Linked DNA regions of Ovis aries: region 2 is linked to region 1. The links are chromatin contacts, called in public Hi-C maps. All regions are on one chromosome and are shown on one strand. The core of a region is the stretch at or near the end of the contact, and the rest is flanking DNA. Distances in the headings are between cores, read along the strand shown.

Region 1 (3,206 bases), core at 329-2,828:
GAAAAGAATAGAAATCTCCAGTGAGTGCGCCCTCCTGAGCCCTCTGGGCTCTTTCTGGCATAAGGTCTACGGGGCTGAAGGCAGCACGAATTTTCGAACTGCCTGAACTTCTAAGCAAAAGTCTGCATGAGCTGGCTCCTTGAAAGGCAGCTGACCCAGAGTTCTTCAAGGTAGCATGGCTTTTGAGGTGTCAGTGTGAATGGTTTCCGGTTTTGACTCTGCAGGTGAAACCCTCGCATAATGTGCTTTATGGTGGCAATACCCAGGAAAACTGGCTGAAGAGTATGGTCTGTAAAACTAGGTCCACAACACCTACACTTAAGAGCCAGGAGATTCACTTCAGCTGCAAACTCGTATTTCCAAAAAGGGGCTCAAGATCATGACGAGAATATAGGTTAGGGAAATCACTCCTGGAATGTGCCCTAAACTCAGTGTACAAGGACACAGAGGATATGATCAGCTGACTGAATGCATTTATAAAGGGGTCCCTGTACCTCAAATATTTAAGAAATCTTGTTCTACAAGGACCATTGGAAGATAAGACTCTGGACAGATTACAATCTATCTGAGGTGCTCAATTAAGAAACCTTAGGTACTTAATGAAAGAGCAATCACTTTAGAATTAGTTTGACCCAGGTTCAAATGACACCTCTGCCTCTCTTCCACCGGGTGGTGTCTCTAGGGCAGGGAACTGGAGCAATGATGATAATCACTGGACCCTGCACTTTGTGAAGTGCCTGATACATAAAAGCCTTTTGATGAAGGAATGTTGGACTCCTCTAAGTTGACTCTTTCCGGATCTCAGTTTTCTTAGACATAAAACTATAAGGAGTGGATTATTTCTAAGATCTTTTCAAGCGCTCTCTGAACAATGGTTGAGAACTGAACTAGCTGTTTGAAAATAACTGAGCAACTGTGTTGTGTATTTCTGTCAACAATACGTTAAAATACCTATGTAACATATCACCAAAATTTTAACAACCATAAGTAATAGATCTTTCCTTACACAGCACTTGAAGATGGTATATGAAGAACTCAGAGATTACTGATGAACAATAAAATGATATTATGGTGTTAGGAAAAAAAACAACAAAACAAAACTCTAAGTAACACCATATACAGTAAATGTTTGAAAATGTCAATTAATGTGTTTTGCAAAAATTGTCTAACAAAGGAAGGAGAATACTGCTCTGCAAGATGTAAAGTATCATAACTTCAGAGTAGTGAAAGCCCCTTTCCCTATCCTACCGACTACCATACTCTATCACTCCCTTTTAGGATCTTCCACAGATAATAGGCCAAAGGCATTAGGACCAACTTAAAATTAATAAAGGCCAGGCCTGTATTAATGGGTTGGTTGCTCATGGTAAAGTCTGCACTTCAGCAGGCTACTTGGTAGATGACAGGGGGTGAAACTTGTGGGTAGAGGGACTTTGTGACTTCTCCCGATGAAGACGCAGCTTCCCCTGTGAGTCTATCACATCTCTTTGAGTTACGAGCCCCTATGCTTGCTCCTGTAATTCAGAATACTGACGAGGAGAGAAATGACAGGGTGTGGAGGTGAGTGGGGCCTGGCTGGGTCCTGAGCAACTCCCTCTCTGGGGTCCCCACCTCGGACTATAGACCATGCAGTGGCCCACGTCCCTGCGGTACCCACCACAGAAGTGACCGGGATGCACCATAAAGCACGTCCGCCTCTCCCCGGTGTGGCCATGCCCTGCAGAGGACAAGCACTCATGTAACCCCGAGCCGGCCAGGTGGACGCACTGGCCTTCCTCAACAGGGCAAGGCCTAAAACAACGGAAAACCAGGCGCCTGTCCTGAGCACCTCCATCTTCTCCTCCTAAACCTGTGTCCTGCTTGGCAAACGTTTCTTCCTCCATCATCTCGCTTTCTTGCTAACCCTCCTCCCTCAGCCCTGAGACCACTCAGGGCCCCACGGTCTCTCGCATCACCCGCCACCCCCACTCAGAAACCAGTCTCTTAGGAAAGGTCTGATAAACAATCACACTGAAATGGAAGTTAACAAAGCTTTCTGTGTCATATCAGAGGGACAGGGATGATTTTAATAGGGTCTGCGGTAAAATTCTTCTACAGAAATTCCAAGCATGATCTTCTCTGAAAACATACACCCACTTATATGGTCCTTTAGTACTTTGCTATGAATGAATCATCAGAACACGTCTAATTAAGATCATTAAAATGCTCAGGATCTCGGTGGGTGTGCAAAGCTGAGACTGGATGATCACTGAAGACACCCAACCATCCTCGCGGTCAGTGCTTCAGCGACAATCCACTTCACACCACAACAGTAAAAGAAAGAAGGATAACAGTAATGCCTTCCATATCCAGACCCTTTAAAAGATTACAAAATGAGGGCATATGTGTTTGTTTTTGAGATCCTCGAGAGAGAAACTAGATAAAGAAAAAAAGCAGAGGGGAGTGGTCAAGGGCGAGAAAGACCAGGTTAATAAATAAGTTCAGGATGTTATCATTTAAGACCAGAAAAACATCTAGTTGGGGTCATCAAAGTTGTTTTGAAAGATGTGCTAAGTGGAATAAATAGATACTATTTTTAAAGGTTTCAGTGTATACGCCCCTATGAGTTGTGTCCCACTACTTGCAACCAAGTACTTCAGAAAAAAAGAGTAAAACCACACCACAGAGGCACTCAGTTACCAAGCCTGCAAAGCCCATGACTTCGTGGTTTTTAAAGATGTTATCTGCATTTTAATGCGAAATGGCTTGCAGACCAAAGTTCCAAGCACCACTCTTGGGAATTTTGCAAAGCATAAATAATATTCCAGCCAACCTAAGAACACGGATGAATGTATATATTATAATCTCTCCATTGCAAGAGTGATAGAAGACCACAGACACCAATGCTAAAAAGCTGCTTCACCCTGACGGCCAGCATGTTTCTCTGTGGCCCTCAATTTCTGAGTTAAAAGAAGCAGTGCAGGGTGGATGAAGTCAGGCTGGGATCCTAAAAGAATGCTATGAAAGCAGTGAAGCTGAGAATCAAAATGAAGATGCATACAATCATTATGAGCAAGCTTAAGCATTTTCTCCAACCCCCATTATCATTATAAAATCACTGACCCATTTCCCCAAGGAGTATTCCATAGAACATGGCTTCAAATTAATGCTTGGTCCATTAGGGTCAGGAAGAAGTAGCTAACAAGTGACATTTGTTTAATCTATTG
Region 2 (3,206 bases), core at 303-2,802, 920 kb after region 1:
TCAGCATTTGTTACTAAGGATGAAAAAGATTACATCAAAACAAAGTAGGCCATTAAAGAAACTAACAAAATAGCAATAATGTGAGGAGAACAGAACCTTTAAGAATACACCACTCTTCAGAGGAAAGGAGTGTAACTAAAAATCAACGAGAGATTTAGTAAGAATTTCAAAGCGGGTTATAAAAGAACAACTAATGTGATTTAAAGCACTTTGGCTGGAGTTTTCCTTTCATATTGACCACATTTTCTGCCCTGTTGCCAGTCTGAGATCCAGGCCACTCCGTACAGTAAGCAAATACTTCCCAGAAACAAACAATGGAATATCGAAGCCATTGGTATTCTTCTCACAGCAGTAGGAACCAGAGCCAGGTGCTAAAGGAATTGGTTGTTTATGAATTATTCCTTCCTTTCTTCCTTCCTCTCTGTTTCTGCTTCCTCTCACAGAACTATCAGCGACCCTTTCCCCAGGCGCTAGAGTGCTACTTGGAGAACTGCTAATAATGCCCCTTGTTTTCCTAAGTCATTTCAGGCCCGGGGATTTAGACATCCATTAGGAGCTTATGCCCAGCAGCAGTCCTGACCAGCTGATCATCAAAACAAGTGATGCATGTACTCTTTTCAGGATGAGATGATTAAATCCATTGAAAGCATCATCCCACCTGTAAGACCACTGTATGAATTCACAGGGTGAAAACCGAGAGAGGAGTGAAGACTTGAGAATGATGGCTGGGGAACACCCACTCATGAGTCCAGCCAAGAGCTACCGAAAGATCTTTCCTGCTCAGAGAGGCCCAAAGGGAAGCTGAGCTCCTGATTGAAAGGTCAAACTCAGATACACACACACATATGTACACACAGGCACACATGTGAACACATACACACGCATGCACACATATTAATGCACACGAACTGAAATAGTCATTCAGTTCGCTGACATAAGCATAGGGTTTAATCCATGCTTCTTTCATTGACCTTCTGTGGAAAGACATTTGTCCTGTAGGTCCTCAGACCTGGGACTCACAAGTCAAGGTGTCAAGTTTGTGGAAGATGAAACTGAGAGGAGACAATCTTTGTCTACTAGAGATTTTGATGAACAGGAAGAAAAGCTTAGCACTGGCAGACGATAAATCTGAGCGGGGGGTGAAACAGTGGGGTGAATTATATACCTGACTGTGAAGAGGACGGGGTCACTGGAGCAGCCAAAGGAAGCGGCACAGAAATCAGCCAAGCACAGTGCTTCATGCCGTGAGTGCAGAGCCCTGGAGGCCTGCCAAAATCAGACAGGCATCCTCACTGACCTTTCCAAGTCTGAGCGACTCCCAACCCAGACGAAGGACTGTGACCAAGGAGTGAATTCCTTTTCCTTCCTGGTGACCCTGCGTTACTTTCCAGTAAGTTCTCCCGTGGTACAATTGTTCCTTTATCTGCACAGGAAGGGGATTTGTGATTCCTTCTGGAAACCAGAGTGCTGCAGGTGCCAGGCTCACTCCCTCAGCTGCTGGCTCAGTCTGACCAGACCCTGACCTGGAAGGAAGCCCAGTCGTGTGTGGGCGCAGATGCAACAGCCCAGCTCACCAACAGGCTGGGGGGTGGCTTTAATTCTCTAGGACTCAGTAGCCTTTTGGTGACCATCAGGCAGAAACTACCATGACGCCAATGCTGTAAAACAGGGGACAAATCAGGCCTACCACAGGGGTTTGTAACTAAAGCTGCACTGGAACCCAGCCATGCTCATTTACGGCAGTATCCTCTACGGCTGCTCTCACCGAGGAGCTGTGACACAACCACAGGCCTGCAAGACCTAAGTTACCTACTATCTGGACCTTTACAGTGAAAGTCTGCCAACCTCTGGTTTAAAAGATGGATCACCAAGAGAAGGCAGTGTGGTATAACAGAAGCACCATGAGAAGGCAGTTCCCCAGGCCGAGGTTCTAGCCTGGGTTCTGTTACTAACCATCTGCCCTCAGTGACTTTTTTTCTTTTTTCCTAGCTGTAAAAGATCCTAAAATCCTGTGATTTAAACCTTTGAATTGCACAGGGTTCTAGATGCCAATTTCACTGCCCAGTACTTTTCATTTTCAAAACTTGTCATTTTTTTACACATAATCCAAGGATTGCAATATTTAAGATCATTAGATTGGAACACATTTGTGTGTTTTAAAAAAGAAACAAATACACATACATACCTGTGTGTGCACACACACACATACGGTCATGCACATCAGAGCAAGCCATCTGGCCCACTGGTATACGTATAGGATCTCACATCCAGGCTCCTTGCACTGACCTTTTATGGGAAAGACAGGAGTCTTCTAGGGCCTCACCACTTGCTCAGTGAAAGCTGCTGTGTCAGGGCCTCACCATCTATAAAGCAATGATCAGAACATCACTACTCAATTACAACTTAAGACACAGCTGTAAAATTATGGAGAATTATTTTTTATAAAACTGAGCAATTGTCTGCGTCCATCTCCTGACTGACGGAATAAAAATGCCTAGTTCACAAAACATTTCATTCACTGTAGCATTATTATGTAGCGGATGCTATCCTATTTACTTGTATTCTGTACCATCTTTATTTAGGGGTTACTTTTTGAGACTTGCAAATAGTTTCCAAACATCTCTCAGTCTAGAAAAACGTTAACATAGTGAAGCTGGTTTTAAAGCGGAGCCTGAGACAAGATCATCTACGCTGGGACGCGATTCCCAGGAACAGGAGTAGAGGACTAAGCAGATTTAAACAGGGAAAGAAGGGAAGCTGAGCTGATCCAAAGCCACTTCACTGAACTAGTCACTCAAATGGGCAGCTACAGCTCCAGAGCCCTGAGATGCTTTGAACTGCCTAGTAGAATGAGACCCTGATGCTTCCCTGAATAGCATGGGATGTGGGCATTATTTATCCTCCAACACTCATCATTGCCCCAAGGGGTTTTAGCTTACTCCCACTTCCAGTGTGTGCATGGGACAGAATGGTAACTGGGCCTCTGGAAACAACAGCTTCAGGAAAGCCCCAGGTCAGAAAGCAAGAATTGTGTGGGGCAGGTGAAGCAAGGACCCAGTGGGTCACAACTGCACAGAGCTGTCACAGCAGTGACTGGAGTCAAAAGGTTCCAGAAGAGGCTATAAGGAAGGTCAGTGAAGACCCTGTCCTTGTGTTCAAGCAGAATTCCATTTTAAAGAAGGATACAATTCTGTAAATAAACCATG

The links. Hi-C and Micro-C count contacts between places; a contact is called where the count stands out from the background.
Region 2: a contact with region 1 is called in a Hi-C map of hypothalamus, with 2.6 times the contacts expected there. The contact joins two enhancer-like sites. A contact is called at or near these places in 6 of 16 Hi-C or Micro-C datasets (blood, hypothalamus, omental adipose tissue and 2 more).

Annotation. Positions count from the first base shown.
Region 1 is chr16:11,561,078-11,564,283 of ARS-UI_Ramb_v3.0, forward strand. The region is part of intron 1 of PIK3R1 (phosphoinositide-3-kinase regulatory subunit 1); the gene reads right to left. Among named protein-coding and RNA genes, the nearest start is that of PIK3R1, 49 kb to the right of the region's middle. Within about 2 kb of position 1,579, at least 2 of the 54 cell types and tissues checked have an H3K27ac peak or open chromatin away from gene starts, as enhancers often do.
Region 2 is chr16:12,477,774-12,480,979 of ARS-UI_Ramb_v3.0, forward strand. No RefSeq gene overlaps it. Among named protein-coding and RNA genes, the nearest start is that of CD180, 27 kb to the right of the region's middle. Within about 2 kb of position 1,553, at least 22 of the 54 cell types and tissues checked have an H3K27ac peak or open chromatin away from gene starts, as enhancers often do.